4 separate regions of the Mus musculus genome follow, and regions 2, 3 and 4 are each linked to region 1. The links are chromatin contacts, called in public ChIA-PET and HiChIP or PLAC-seq maps. All regions are on one chromosome and are shown on one strand. The core of a region is the stretch at or near the end of the contact, and the rest is flanking DNA. Distances in the headings are between cores, read along the strand shown. Region 1 holds the start of Tank (TRAF family member-associated Nf-kappa B activator). Region 2 overlaps Rbms1 (RNA binding motif, single stranded interacting protein 1). Region 3 has its middle 29 kb from the start of Rbms1. Region 4 has its middle 57 kb from the start of Gm33436.

What was found. ChIA-PET counts read pairs in DNA pulled down with a chosen protein or histone mark. HiChIP or PLAC-seq counts read pairs in DNA pulled down with a chosen protein or histone mark.
Region 2: a contact with region 1 is called in an RNA polymerase II ChIA-PET map of memory CD8 T cells, with 10 read pairs. The contact joins the enhancer-like site here to the promoter of Tank in region 1. A contact is called at or near these places in 6 of 39 promoter capture datasets (the 3T3-L1 cell line, 3T3-L1-derived adipocytes, the C10 cell line and 2 more), 1 of 484 Hi-C or Micro-C datasets (B cells), 1 of 115 datasets of contacts at active chromatin or transcription factors (memory CD8 T cells) and 2 of 9 other capture datasets (adipose tissue and pancreatic islet).
Region 3: a contact with region 1 is called in an H3K4me3 HiChIP or PLAC-seq map of bone marrow-derived macrophages, with 2.8 times the contacts expected there. The contact joins the enhancer-like site here to the promoter of Tank in region 1. A contact is called at or near these places in 4 of 39 promoter capture datasets (the 3T3-L1 cell line, liver and stem cell-derived epiblast-like cells), 1 of 484 Hi-C or Micro-C datasets (B cells) and 4 of 115 datasets of contacts at active chromatin or transcription factors (acute myeloid leukemia, bone marrow-derived macrophages, large pre-B cells and 1 more).
Region 4: an RNA polymerase II ChIA-PET map of memory CD8 T cells shows a contact between it and region 1, with 8 read pairs. The contact joins the enhancer-like site here to the promoter of Tank in region 1. A contact is called at or near these places in 4 of 39 promoter capture datasets (the 3T3-L1 cell line, liver and pre-B cells) and 6 of 115 datasets of contacts at active chromatin or transcription factors (the 230-238 cell line, bone marrow-derived macrophages, extraembryonic endoderm stem cells and 3 more).

Annotation. Positions count from the first base shown.
Region 1 is chr2:61,590,954-61,594,971 of GRCm38.p6, forward strand. Tank (TRAF family member-associated Nf-kappa B activator) reads left to right here and starts at 2,144. Exons shown (of 8, transcript NM_001164072.1): 1 at 2,144-2,255.
Region 2 is chr2:60,868,743-60,872,572 of GRCm38.p6, forward strand. All of the region lies in intron 1 of Rbms1 (RNA binding motif, single stranded interacting protein 1), which reads right to left. Among named protein-coding and RNA genes, the nearest start is that of Rbms1, 11 kb to the right of the region's middle. Within about 2 kb of position 1,914, at least 124 of the 459 cell types and tissues checked have an H3K27ac peak or open chromatin away from gene starts, as enhancers often do. A contact at or near this core is called in adipose tissue and memory CD8 T cells, where this site is marked.
Region 3 is chr2:60,908,528-60,912,221 of GRCm38.p6, forward strand. It overlaps a transcript of Rbms1 not described here. Among named protein-coding and RNA genes, the nearest start is that of Rbms1, 29 kb to the left of the region's middle. Within about 2 kb of position 2,099, at least 62 of the 459 cell types and tissues checked have an H3K27ac peak or open chromatin away from gene starts, as enhancers often do. A contact at or near this core is called in acute myeloid leukemia, bone marrow-derived macrophages and liver, where this site is marked.
Region 4 is chr2:60,748,016-60,751,660 of GRCm38.p6, forward strand. It overlaps a transcript of Rbms1 not described here. Among named protein-coding and RNA genes, the nearest start is that of Gm33436, 57 kb to the left of the region's middle. Within about 2 kb of position 2,151, at least 26 of the 459 cell types and tissues checked have an H3K27ac peak or open chromatin away from gene starts, as enhancers often do. A contact at or near this core is called in memory CD8 T cells, where this site is marked.

The DNA of each region.
Region 1 (4,018 bases), core at 894-3,393:
AAACATCATGGGAATGGAAAATAAAAAAAATCTATGTGTAAGAAATGCATATTTTCCTTATTCAAAGTTTGCAGCACATCTATATTTCTAACTGCCTATGTAGTCAGCCTTGTGTTCTTAATGTATTATTAATTCTATAATTTTAACAAGGAATTTCTAAAGCAGCTTCAAGTGTACTCAAAACCAATGCTGAATGAACTAGATTTCATTAAAATGTGAAATTTCTACTCTTCCAAAGATATTATCAGGAGGCCCGTGGCCTCTCATGCCCTTAATTCTAGTACCAAGGAAACATGAACAAGCAGATGTTTGTGAGTTCAAGGCCAGCCTGGTTACATAGAAATTTCCTGGCTATCTAGACCTGTTTAAAAAACAACTAATATAAGCATATGCAAAGAAAGGCCATGTGCCCTTAAAGAAAACACTTCCTCTCCCAGAAGTCATCAGTTAAATCAATCAAGACACAATTGCCTGTTAGAACAACCAAAATCTAGAATACTAAAAACACTGAATGAGGACTGGCACAGACAGAAACTTTCCTTCATTACTGCGCTAACAAAATAGATACACACTTACCATCTTTCATATTCTTTGCATCTGCCTTAAGGAGTTGATAATTTATTTTTTCCTCATGAAAATTAGAACATTGTTCTTGCTAGCAGTTTTTTCCACCTCAGCACTGAGGATGAAGATGAGGAACATGCTGGAAGTTTCTAGACCTTTCTCTCAATTTACTTTGCATCTAACCCTGCTCTAGAGAAAACAAGTCATTTTGTTTTATTTTAATATGAGCAGTGCTGTGTCACAATTAACTTGATGACTTAGTGGGAAAAAGTGTTTACTTGATCTAAATGTTATAGGTGGGAAGTTCTGCTTGTTAAAATTTTGAGTAATATTTTATAATATTTTTTAAAGAATCATATAATGTGTTTGTTCTATTTTTCCTTTAGAAATATATTATAATGCATATATGTCTGGGTGAGGGTATAGGATCCCCTGGAACCAGAGTTACAGACAGTTGTGAACTGCCATGTGTGTGCTGGGAATTAAACGGGGGTCTTCTGGAAGAGCAATCATGTGTTTAACCTCTGAGCCATCTTTCCAGCCCCACAATGTTCTGACCATATCCCCCTCAACTCCTCCTAGATCCATCCCCTCTCCCAACCTTATGACCTCCACCTCCCACCCCAAGTGACCACAAAGTCCAGTTTGTGCTGCCTGTATAAATTCAGACATAGTATCATCTACTGAAGCATGAGACACACCCTAAATAAAACTGGCCTCCTCCCCTCAAGTCCACCCACTGCCCTTAGCTCCTCACAGATACTGGTTTGACATATGGGCTTGTGAACCCCACCCACCACTGTGGTAGCAGGTTGATTGGTTGGATCTTGCTTAGGTTTTCTGTGAGCAACCGCAGCTGATGAAAGTTTTTTAATAGTTTTAAACGATGGTTTGAATTTTAAAATTTGCCCCAAATATTCAAGCTAACGGTTAGAACCAGACAAGTGTTTGAATCTTTGAACTAAAGAGAAAATGGGGCAGCCAGAACCCAACTCTCTTGTTCTAACACGGAAAAGATGTTTTTCTCACTGCGTCCATCTGAAATTTCTCTCTCAGCTATCATTCAAGCATGTCTGGATAAAATAATGAGAAACTTTTAATCCCCGAGAAATTTACTAGAAATTGAATTTTTTTTAGCAAGTATATCCATTGGAAAGTATTACTAGTGGGAGGAAACACCGAGTGTATATGTAATATTTCTCAAGTTGTGGACTTTAACTCAATTATATTCGCATAAGGATCTGGTGAAAACTGTAATTTCCTGGGCCTTCCCCTACCTGCTCTAAACAGGAATTTCACAATATATCAAGTTTTTCTGAGTGGTTCTCTAACCTACATATAAGGTAATATTAGAAGTAGTTATTTACTGTTTGCTCAAAATTCTAGCTAAGACACTGAAGTGACCTTTAAACAAATGACTTATGTTTAGGGTTCTCTTACTGTCAGATGCTATTTCCTGTATGGCCCCGGGCCTCCAAGGAGCTTGGCGGGGCGGGGCTTTGTGGGCGGGGCTTTCCTGCAGAGGCGGGACGTGGGGCGGGGCTGGCCCTGAGGATGGAAGGTGAAGCGTTAATGACTCAGAGCGCAGTCGCTGCCCTCTGAACTGGAACGGAAAGCTACTTCCGGTTGCAGTCATTCTGCCGGGCACCGGCGACCTGTGGCGTGAGCGAGCACAGCCGGAACCCTCCACTGTGAGTAAAAGCGGAGACAGGGAGTCTGGGTCGGCCGAGCCCGGGGACGCAGGGCTGGGGTGTGTGAGCGGGTGTGGGATGCGCTGCGCTGCACCGAAGTCTCCTCCGAGAAGTAGAGCTGCGGCCCCAGCGAGTTTACAGCGCGATTTTGAGCGAGAGAAAGCGCGGGTCCCTGTCCCCGAGCTGACCCTGTGGGGCTTTCCCGGCCCGTGACCTCAGCTCCGCGACGACAGTCCCCCACCCGTCGCGGCAGGGTGACTGCCGCTCTCCTCGCTGCTTCCCGGGGCTGGAAACGAGCGCGGCACGGCCTGCGGTGTTGGGGCGCCGGGGATCCCGGAGTCCTCGACTTCGCAGAAGCCGGTCGCCCCGGCGGTTATGCCCTCGAACACTTAATAGACTCTTTGTGTCTATCCCGGGAGTTGCACAATTCCCTTCTCTGCTTTCCTGTGGAGTGTCATCATAGTCTTGTCAATGAGAAGTTGGGTAACTTCCCCCTAGGAGTCCCGGAGAGAATGGGTGGCCAAGGCTCAAAGAGCAGAAGTAGCCATCCTCCTTCCCTGGTCACCCAGTCATTAGGTAGAGTCTCCACCGTCGTGTAAACTGAGTGGCAACGAGTTATACACCAAAAACAAGCAAGCAAGCAAACAAACGAGAAGAAAAAGAGCAATGCTTGTCCTGAAATCCGATCAAGGGGGAAGATGCTCGCTGTACCCCCAGAGGACTTAGGCTCTCTCACTATTAGGCTGGCTGTACAAAGCAGCCTTCTTGGGTGTCTTTTTCTCTCGCAGAAACTTTTGAGAAGTTAACATGAAGAAGAAACGATAAGCTAGAAAGTGAAGAGAGGTGGAGTAACACCCCGCCGTTTGCCCAGTAACAGAAAGACAAGCACCACCTTCTTGCGAAAAGCCATATTGTCCCCTTTGAGAGGGGCCGTGAACCCCTCAAATGATAAAGGAGAAAATGAAACCACCCCGCTAAAGCGTTTTCAATCATGTAAGACAAAGCCTTCCACATCTCTTAAAGGCGCCTACTCACGTTGTTTTGCTCCCCTATGGAAATGAGATCATTGCTTACTCTGTACACCCTCTTCTCTTGGCGTTGGTCACTTTTCCCAAGTTTGGATTTTTATGTCGTTTTTTTTTTCTTCCTTCCTTCCTTTCTTCTTTCTTTCTTTCTTTCTTTCTTTCTTTCTTTCTTTCTTTCTTTCTTTTCCTTTCTTAAAGGTACAGTTGTTGCCAGGCATGGTGGCTCATGCTTTTAATCCCAGAACTCAGGAGGAAGATACAGATATAGTAACCCTTCATGCTATGTGCCACATACTGTAAAGAACTATTAGTCATGTGGCTTTGCCTAGGTTTTGTATCCAAGATTATTGTCCTCTTGCAAATTATTGAGATAATTTCCTGTGCTATTTCATTTTAATACTTGACTCATTTTAAACATCTGAAGTTATTCTTGTACACTGTAGAAACATAATTATGAATTAGGTATCATAGGTTTTTTTTTTCAACGTAATAAAAACAAACATACCAGGAAGAGGAATTTTCATTTGAGGTATCGTCTCTATCAGAATGGCCTGTGAACTTGTCTGTGAGGTATTCTTTTATTGCTGGTTGATATGGGAGGATCCAGCCAGCTCTGAGTACTATGATCCCTGGGCAGGTGGGCCTAGACTTTATAAGAAAGAATGAGCAAGCTGGGAGAAGAAAACTGGGAAGTAGGCATCAACCTTCTGTGGTTTTTTGCTCCAGCTTCTTGCTTGA
Region 2 (3,830 bases), core at 664-3,163, 720 kb before region 1:
TTTACTAATGTTCATTATGATGGCTGTGGTGCAAGGATGCAGCCTAAGTGGAAACTAAAATGGTAAAAAACGGGATCTCACACGGTTGAGTCAAAAAGGTAAGCTTCCCAAGTTGGGAGACCTCACCGTTCCTGGATGGCTTTGGATGTTAGCTCTTTCGGGAGAAATTAAACCAGACACATGGCCAGATAATCTCTACGACCCCTTCCAACGCCAAATGTAAAGATTCCTTTAAAGCTAGTGTTGCTTAAACTGTTTCAAACATACTGTTAATAACGTAGGACTAAGGAGTCCCACGATCAAGTAATTCCAGAAAATGAATGAAATACATACACAACTGGATAAATATTTTCACTTGCAGAAGTTCAAAAACTTCTCCTCAGCTACGCTAAGCAGCGCGTGATACCGCCAACTTTCTCAACACTGAGTATCTTAATTCCTGGAACACGTTCAACATTTCATAGAATGAGAAAATCTCAGTGAACACAACTGGGAAGCAGCTTTAAGTAACAAAGTTCAGGAGCTTAGAACCAGATATCAAAATGCCTAACTGTGGAGCATCCACTCAAGAGCCCTTAGCATCTCTGCACTGTTCACAGGTCTGGGCAGTGCCGGCACAACACCGGTGTATAAATTCTCCAGTGAGGGCTGAATGGTTTTAGCCTTTCCTCACATTTTCTGACAATGATCGGAATGATGACAGTTCCTTCCACTGTTAGGATTACACAGCCTCCACACGTGTTTACATAAACTGACTTGTGAGGGGACACCTCACAAGGGAAGCAGGGACAAGTGAGAGCAGCTGTGTCAGATGGCACACATGAGTCCCCCTTCCACCTCAAGAATGTCAAGTAGCCATTCTCGTGAATTTTTGTGTTGAGAAAAGGAAGACCTAAGAAATGTTAAGAAATGTCCTCACAACCATACAACTAATGAGTTTGTTGAAAGCCAACTATCTCCACATCTTGTCTTTCAAAGCAACTTGGGATGCTTTCAAACAGTGTCAGTGAAATTTCTTAAACTGAAGTAAAGGGTCAGGTTAAAAAAAAAAAAACCCACAATAATCAGTTTGTGGTTCATTCTCTATGAAACAAGACTGGGTGCTGTGTATGATGGTGTAGGCCTAGAATTCCTGGACTTGGGAGGCTGCGAGAGAAAAATAGGATCACTTTAAAAATGGGGAAAATATAACAGAACTTGATTCATTCTAAAACTACTATAAGAGAAGCAACAGGATAGTAGAGGCCACCCACGTCCTCTGCCTGTACAAGGAAGACAGTACTGTTCTTTCATCTACTCCAACAAGGCCACCAGGCAAGATCAGGGTTTGTACCATGATTCCCACGCTGGAGACCTAGGGTGTGATAGTCTTACTATTACTACACTGTCAGTTTTGACCCTGCTTGTCAACCATACTTCAGGGCAGGCCCCATGCCTAACAGCACTTGGTCAGCATGAAAGGGCTCCTTAGACTCTTGTTTGTTTTTTAGTGTGCCTCTTTTGTTGTGTTTTAGTATTTTTGTCTTGTTTTCTTCTTTTTAATTGGTTTTAATTTTACTGTTTTGTTTTCCTTGTTTTGAAGTTAGGTGGGGAGGAGTTGGGGAGAGGGAAAGAATATAGTTAAAACATATTTTATTTTAAAAACTATGTTACTGAAATGACAGTTTTATTTTTTCTCTTTTTCACCCCCCAGACTTTTCTTTGCATCTGAAGGGAGCTGCCAGGCTCCTTATTCTGAACATGTCTGGCCTCCCTGAGTTATCTACCTCCTCCAGCACGCCTAACAATCAATGCTCAAGTTTTATACAGTTCTCACTTTACCAATGACAAACACCACACTAACCCATTCCTCAGAACCCAGCCCACTGACTGCTGAAGATCTCAGTGTCTGGCTGACTCAGACAGCTGGCCCTCCCAGCTCCCCTCCCAGCTCCCCTCCGCCCTGCCCTCCCCCCACTTACTCATCCTTTCTTCATCTGTTTTGGTGCTCACCAATTTCCCAAGAACTCTAAAGCCTCCTGTCAGGACTCCTTGAGACTGCAGTTCCGTCTCTGATGGTCTCCCGTCTGGTCTCTAGGAACTAAACACCCAACACCCCACTGACACCTCAGTGTCACAACTAACCCTAGCTGGCTCTGACATTCTCACATCTGGCTCCTTCCAATATAGGGCTAACACTTGCCTCAGTGGCTCTTAAGAGCAAAGCCTACCCCCACCAGCTCTTGAAAGGACCTCCAACAGATTAAAACAGTCAGGGCTGTCACTCTTCAACTGGGAGGGACTCTCTTTTTCTTCTGGTGCTTGACTTTCCGAAAGACACTCCCTCCTCACTCATCTCTTCTTTAAACCTTCTGGAATGTGCTTCCTCCTGCTCACTCCTCCTGCCCCATTGCACACACAGTGTTCTGTGGAAACCTCAGACCCACAGACACACATCGTGACCTCTCAACAGACAATTCCAGCTGCCTTTCACCAGCCTTTGTCTTCCATGACCTCTGGGCATCCTTTACTGGAGCCAACAAGCTCTCCTTGCAAGAGCTGCCGAGGCTCCGCATTCTTTCAGAGTTCTGGTATTTCTGTCACCTACTGTGTCAAAGGCCCAGCCTGCTCCTTCCTGGATGGTTAGAACTTACGCTCCACCACCCCCCCCCCCTTTGACACCCTGCTCCCTGGAATATCTTCTCTTACTCCCAAGACTTCTCTCCCTAGGCTTCAGTTCTATATTATAATGGCCTTCTGAACAAACTTGAGATCACAAGCGGTGGGGCCAAGTTAAAATGGTCAGGGCAAACACTCTGGCCTTCCCTGGGCTTCTTTCTCTTATGTGAGGATGAGCTGGCTGCTGGGAGATGCTTTAACCTGTGGCACTTTTGGTTGTTTGTTGTTTCTGTCTTTCAAGAAGGGATTTCTCTGTGTAGTCCTGGATGTCCTAGAACTCTCTCTGTAGACCAGGCTGTCCTCAAACACAAGAGGTCCACCTCCCTCCCCAGTATTGGCATTAAAGGTGCGCACCACCACACCGAGCTTCTGGGCCTTTCTTATTTCATAAATGCAACAGGAGGCTCTCTAGTCAGCCTGGTCTTCAGTGACATAACAATGACCAAAACAAACAAACAACAACCAAACACATTTGAGGCTTTTGAGATGGCCCAGTGGGAAAAGATACTTGCTGCCAAACCTGATTACCTGAGTTGGATCCCTGGGACCAACATGGTAGGAGGAGATCACATACACTCACATACACTCACACACACACACACACACACACACACACACACCAAGCAAACAAACAAACAAACACAAAAACTTTAAGTAAAAACATTGGCAGAATATGTTTTCCACACTGGAGAATATCACGTGACCATAAAAGAATAAATCTATGCACCCATGTGAGGCAGCCTTCACGCTGGCTTGAAGGCAACCCTCACAGAAGCACAGAAATGTATACAGCCCACTTCAGTTCTTACCTTGAAGTACAAAGACACATTAAAAACTGGATATTTCCCTTCAAGAAACTGCTGTGAACTCAGCAGGACGTTTGGCATTCCTGGTGTCTGGACAGAATGTCAGCCACAGAATTTAGCAATCCTACCCCTCCTTATTATAACATGTAAAAAATGTAGAAAATCTCTGTAATAGACCAGCTGAGCTGACCTTATCACTTAGCCCACTGATAAGCAAGCAAGCTACCTTAGCTTTTCAACCTCCTAACCAAGACTAAAACCTGGGACCTCTGCTTGAAACCCTTTACTCTCAAGCAGTCTGTTAATAGCCACTCCAGCCCATTGGCACGACTGTATTTGACACCTCTCCTTCAATCATGGCACCTT
Region 3 (3,694 bases), core at 849-3,348, 680 kb before region 1:
AACTGAGAAAAGGGCATACATTACTTCAACAAACTTTAATATGAGCATACTTTCCCAGTGGAAAAGAAGTCTGTAGTAAGGTTTTTTTTTTTTTTTTTTTTTTTTTTTTTTTTTTAAATAATGAAATATTCAATGCAAAATGTGTGGTCACCAATTCGCAAGAAGGGTTAATTGTCAGGTGATTCGAGCTGTTGTAAAGTCGATGTAAGCAAGCAAGTTAACAGATCAGCAAATAGGAGAAATGGCTTAGGAGATAAGCGTGCTTGCTGCTCTTGCAGAGGACTTGGGTTTGGCTCCCAACACTCATATGGTGGTTCATAGCCATCCTAACTCCAGTTTCAGGGAATTTAATGGCCTCTTCTTGCTCTCCAGGGCACCAGGTATGCAGGTGATGCACATATATAAAGTAGGCAAACATCCATACACATAAAATAAATAAATAAATCTAAGAGAACAAGCAAAAAAAAAAAAAACTTTTTTTTACAACCATCTCTAGGAAACACTATATACAAATTAAATTTTAAGGATTTAAAAGTTAGTCCAGTTGGCAGACTGGTCTATTCAATTGCCATCAATTTAACACATTTAACAAACAGTAAATATTTGCACTCTCTTCTCCTTGTTGCTTATTCAAAACACATGAGGTGAAAAGGAGACTCTGAAGAAGAGAAACAGTACCACATGGGTTGGAAAAGTAGGTCCTGTGACATTGCTGTCCATTATAATGTTGCTGTGATGCTGGGCACATACATATACAGTGACTGGGTATATAGTTAATGTGACTGGAGATCTGTGCATTTTATTTTAATTATTTTAAGTCCCAACAGTCACAAGTAGTTCATTCAATCCTTGAAAAAATGTAGAAGCAAACCATTGAATATGGCAAATATTTTATGACCACCAGAAATCTTGAATTCTTTTTATTTTATAATTATCTTCTAAAAAGACTTATCAGTCTGTCGTGAAAGGGAATTTCAATTGCAAAGAATCAAAGAACTGTCAATGAAAGGGAGACATGCAAAGGGTACCATAGTTCAAAGAAGGAGCCCAGTCCTGAGTCCTGTCGTCACTCTGTCTGTCAACAACCTTCCCAGAACAGACATTGAAAGGGGTTGAAATTCAGCCAACAAAGTTCAGCCTGACCCAGATTTTCTATAGAATTTGTAGAACTAAGCAGAGCAGGGAAACAAACAAACAAACAAACAAACAAACAAACTAGCTATTGCCAATCATCTCTAGAAATGACTAGACTTATTTTAAACCATTACTGTGGCTTAGTTAATAACTTGGTATATAGACCAGCTTGGCCTTGAACTCATATCTGCCTGTGTCTGCTTCCCGGGTGCCTCCATTAAAGGCCTGTGTCACCATATTTGGCTGCTATTAGAAATACTGTAATGAGATTAAGACCTTTGGAAAGGGAGTCATCTGTCTATTTACCTTTAAGTGTGTCTGTCCATCTGCCTATCTATCCATCCACCTATCCATTTATCTGTTTATCACCTATCTAAATAATTTGTTTCTCACTTTTTGCACATAGATACTTTGTCTGCCCAGTTATATCTTATATGTGGTCCTAAATAGTTTTTTTTTTCATTAAGCTTTATACATACCATCTGAGGTAAGCAGAGAATAAATTATTCTCGGTTTATTAAAACAAAGGTCTGAAGTTAGACAGCTTGCTAAAGGTGCCCAGAACATCAATACTATAACTTCTATCTTCCTTTCTTCAGAGAACTAAATATTTATGAGTTATAAAACACATTTTATAATTAGGAATGTCAGTTATTTGTACTTATCAAACCTTAGAGTAGTCTTTGTATTTGAAATTTTTCCATGTTAAAATTCTAGCTTAATTCATTAATTAACTAATTACTTAATTTGGATTTTTCAAGATGGGGCCTCACAGTGTAACCCTGGTTATCTTGGGACTTTCTATGCCAGCCTTATTTTTCCCTGCCAAAAAATTTACACTTGTTTTTTAAGACCATTCCTGAATATGAGAAAATGAACTTGTATCATTCCTCCAGGAAATAGGAGGGATTACAAGAAGAGGCCAACCAGGATCTGATGCCGCAATACCAGAAGAAGATCCTGGTCTAGACTAAATCAATTCTGTCTAAATTTGCTCCCAATTAAGAATGCATTCATCAAATTATCCAAAAGACTTAGTTACAAAACATAAATCAACATTCCATCACAGAAGCAAGCTATTATTTAATAAGTATAAATAACCAAAAGCAGGTTGGGGGAGGAGTTTTGATCAACATTATTTGGATTTAAAAAGTCCCCTGCGCAGTGCACCCACTAAGCAGGGTTGCATAATCTTCACGGCAGCAAGTTAAAATTAGCAGGTTCTCTAAAATGGTTAGGCAACACATGGAAATAGCTTGAATTGGTAATCTGCAAGCAGCCACTGTGGATTCCTTTCTTTCAGCCATGGGCACACCACTGCACCCGTATCAGCTGGTATGGTAGCCTGCTTTGACCAACAGAGTAAGTCACATGTGCCTGGCCGCTTTAACTCAGTATCTTGGAAGCCAGCCACGAGGCAAGAAATGAAGCCAGCAGAAGTGACACACACCAGACTACCTGTGTGAAGAGAGAGAAAAGCTAACAGCAAGGCAAGATAAGCCAGCTGTTAACAGTGAAATGGGCTTCTTAGTCCGGGCAAGTGCTCAGCTGTGTGCTAGTTTGCTTGCTTGCTTGCTTATTTGTGACAGGCAATTGCCATGTTGACCAGGCTGGCAGTGAACTCCCAGAATCAAGCAATTCTCCTGCTTCCGAATCCCATGAGGCGAGAAGTACAGGAGTGTATCACCATCACACGTAGCTTTGAACTGCTAACTGAATGTAGCTGAGTAAACTGGCTGAATGTAGCTCACAGGCACATCCCATCCAGTGCCCGCAAAACAGCCAGGCGCCGTCAAACTTCCCGATCGTGAGAAATACTAAATTACAACTGTTTCAAGCCACAAAGCTTTGAGTTGATTTGTTACCCCGTGTCTTTCTAAACGTCACTGCCCAACTTGCTTCCAAAGTTTTATTCTGAATGAAAGGGGCAACTAGGAAGATTGAGTGGTCCCGCTTCATTCACGTTTACGTGGGACTGAACACATCTCTGAGTGTCACGACCTGCAAAGCTCACCCTCCAGGTTTCTTGCTGCATTGGTCTCATCCTTATTCTCACTGGCAACTAAAGTAAATTAAATGGAAGCTAGGGGAGTAATGGGTTTCCGGAAGTGCTCGGGTTCCCGGAAGTGCACGGTTCCCGGAACTGCGTGGGTTCCGGGATGTACATTGGTGTCCGAAAGTGCATGCTTTCTAACACTTAGAAAGGCTGTGTTCAGCAAAGGAATTCTAAGCTTGGCTGGGATTTGAAGGTGGGAAGGGGTGGCTGGACAAACCTAGCCTCCAGGCTTTCCCATCCTGGAAGCCCATTCCAGAACTCACCTTTGCCCAACCCACAAGCTGCCTTTTATTTTCATGTCATGAATATTAATGCAGCTAGCTGTGGGAGGATTTTTCAAGGATTGTAAGCCTGGGTAGATCAGTGCTAGATTTACACCCCCATCTTGTTTGCTGTGGAGGAGATGGCTTTGTTTCCCTACCATGAAATTATGCTGGAAAAATATTTAAATAGATAAAGGTATAAGCATGGATATTATTTCTAAACGGAGAAATGGATTAGCTA
Region 4 (3,645 bases), core at 901-3,400, 840 kb before region 1:
AAGAGGGAGAGTGTGATAGGCTGATGATCTCTGTAGCAATGTTTCTGGGTCTGTCTCTTTTGGGCTGTGCAGACGGGGAGAAGCTACTTACTGTTGGTTGTGTGTCCAAATTTAAACAGTCCCTAAGGGGCTAGGGAGCCTCACCTTTCTCCCACTGATATTGTATTTGTGCTCCCTTGGACATACAGAGGGCCTTCACTCATCAAGTCAAGGATGCTGGGGTACCGGGACTCTAGCACTCTGCAATGCCACCAAAGGCAGCAAGCACACACTAGAGAACTGTTGTATCCATACTTTTCCTTTTTCCAACCCACAGTTCAACCTTTCCACTTTGCCGACTAGAAGGTAATTTTGACACAAGCTAACCTCCCAGCAAACTTTGGCTTATCCACAGAAGTGCTGCCCCTTGTCTTTGTATACTAAGTCAACATGTAACTACGTCAAGTTCCATGTACATAGGTGTTCCTAAACTCCTGGAAATGGCTAGCCCATGTCCATCATTCTGCATGAGAATTAGAGAGTCCTCAATGAAATATTTAAGGGAAAAATACCTCTGCATTGCACATGCATGGACTATCTTCCTGTCATTATGAACGTTACAATATAACTGTTATTAGACAGCATTTTGTTGCATTAGGCATCACACAAGATCTAGCAATGACTCAAACTATATAGGCAGTTATATGCAAATATTTATTTATTCATTCATTTAATTTATGAGTACACTGTAGCTCTCTTCCATTACACCACAAGAGGGCCTCAGATCCCATTACAGATGTTGTGAGCCACCATGTGGTTGCTGGGGACTGAACTCAGGATCTCTGGGAAGAACAGTCAGTGCTCTTAACCACTGAACCATCTCTAGCCCCCACAAATTTATTACTTAAGGGACTTAAGTATGTGTGGATCTTGGCATCTATGGAGTCTTAGGACCCATACCCCCTGTGGATACCAAGGGATGACTGTCTAATGTAGTCAGTTGGATACACAGGGAACGTGAGACCTTATTAGGTTAACAAAGCTTACGATGCCATGCAACTTAGTGATTCCTCTGGCTTCTGCTGTTATTCATAGGGAAGGGCACATAGGTATGTAGTTAGTAAGCGTGGTGGCATCTATTCCTTAAGTTCCGAAATGCCCTTTTTGTCTGAAGCCATGCTCCGCCTGGGATGTGGCATCCTTTGTCTCTGAAGCATTGCTCAGCATCAAGGGGACATATTTCCTCTGCTCAAGAAGCCATCAAGAACTGGGTATAGGGTTTCTCAGCTGTTCCAAGTAAAGGGATCTACATGTCTCTTACCTAATTCAGACAGCACGCCACGGACCTCAGGAGTCATTCAGAAACGAGGGCCTGCGGGACGGTGCAGCGAGCTGACTGAATTTGATCTCTAGGGTCACACGGCAGAGACAGAACTTAACTTACACAAGTTGTCCCCTGACTCCCAAGTGTGCACTGTGGTTTATGAGCAGCCTTCCATCAAACATACACAGAGCAACTGAACAACTGAAAATAAGAAATGTAGTGGGAATTCTACCCTCCACTCTGGTCGAGTCAACTATATGGACAGTACCATATGAACTCCATTAAAACATTTACTCTACTTTGGGTAGGTGTCAATTTTTGGTATTATATGCCTTCAATAAAGCAAGTCAGGGAGGGAAAAGAGAGGTCCCATCCCCATCCCCCAAGTGCATCATGGGTGCCTCCAATTGTGAACAAAGAACCCACTTTTAAAAGGCTGTGGTTTAATATAAGGTTATTTTGACATATTAGTGCTGGCTGCAAATAGGAAAATGTCTTTATTTTGTTCCAAGCAATGGGTAATTAATGCAAGAGCACCACCTAGGATGTCTGAGGCCAAGGACTGTTGCCAATACCACAAAAGAACCAGAAGCTCCAAAGCAGACCATGAGTGGGGTAGTTCGGGCTGGACTTAGGGCCAGGTGATATGTAATAGATATCTAAGGTCATAGCACAGATTTAAACAAGTAGCAACACAGGAGTGGAAAGGTTTCTTATTTTTTTTCAAGAAAATGGAATTTTCTGTCCATATGGAATCTGACCTAATTTTCAACTCAATTCTGAACCAGCCTACTGAGCTGACGAGCGAGGTCAGAGGTGAGGTGACATTTTGATGTGTGACTTCCATCTACTTTCAAAAAACCGACAGGAAGAAGAAAGTTTCAGATGTTTTTATTCAAAGGTTCTCAAAAGAAATAAAACAGAAAAAGCTAACAATCTGATCAAATGTACAGTTCAAAAATGTCTTTTGGCGTTTAACAAGTCCTAGGAAAGAAAACTACAGAGTCATCTTGAACCGGTAAATAAGTCACCACTGGCAAGTATGTAGCACTAGTAGAACAAAAATAAAAAATTAACTCTCTTGATCATATAGATATCTCTATGAAAATCTTTTTTTTCAATCTGTACAAAAGGTCTTTCTTCATAAATTAATTTTTTTTATAATTTAATGGCTGTCTACTATGTGATGTTTAACTGACATTTTTTTTCTTTTATATGTACAGAGGTTGTTTCCCAAATCTGACCCAGACGAGTATGGCACTTAGTTCAGACATACCTAGCAGCAGATCTCCCCTCCCCTACTGACTGAGCTATCAACTTTCTGTCTTAACTAATGGAAAAAAATATCAAGTAGTGAGAGTCTTGGGCTGATCAACATACTCGATCCACGGAGGGTGTGCTGCCTTCAGTCTGGACTTCACAAAGCACAAGTTTTAGGGAGCATAAAACCAATAATACCACAACTTAAAAAAAACAAAAACAGAAACAAAACCAAAACCAAGAACAAGAACAAAAACAAAAAACCCCACATTTCTCTTATGACTATGTAATTTTCACTAGAATCTACACTTTCAGAGCAGCAAGGATTTTTGAAACTATGAAATGTCGCTGACATCTATCATCAAATACAAGCAATAAAATTTAAGAACTAAAAAATACTCAAAAGAAGTAACTGCTTAGCCCTAGCTCCTGAGCTAGGAGGATTTGGTCGGTGGAAACAGGGAGGGCCAGCAACCTGTCCCAGCACAAAAGAAAAATAGCCTCTGAGGTAGATAACTGATCACGTACAGCTGACCAGACAAGTACACAGTTTTGGAAGACAACTTAATTCACCATTGCTTTTGAAAACGTATGCAACTGCCTTAATAAAAAAGAGTGTTAATAACAGTGAGTTATCTTGTATGTACTAAAGTAGAAATAACTGTATTTATGAATCAGGAATTTCATAGTTTCAAAGTTGGTTTTCTTTCCACGCAAACACCTGTAGTGATGACGTCAGAGGGCGGCACTGCCTGGATTCAAATCTTCCTTCATGCTTGCTTTTTTTTTTTTTTTTTTTTAATTTTTAAATTTTTTAAATTTTGTCTCTGTGAGTCCATACATCAGTTAAAATTATAAAACCTAATGCGAAGGTACAAAAAAGGCACATTCTCCTAACCGCAAACTGGTCCGGCAAAAAAGAAAGGACAGACAGGATGTGACGCTGAGATAGGTGGAGCTGCTGGCTACTGGCTCGTCGGTCTTTGGTGAAGTTACCTTTAAAAGTGCCAAGTCATTTGTTTGTTTGTTTGTTTAGTTTTTCAAATTTACCTAATAGAGAATGAGAGTGAGAGAGGGGTGGG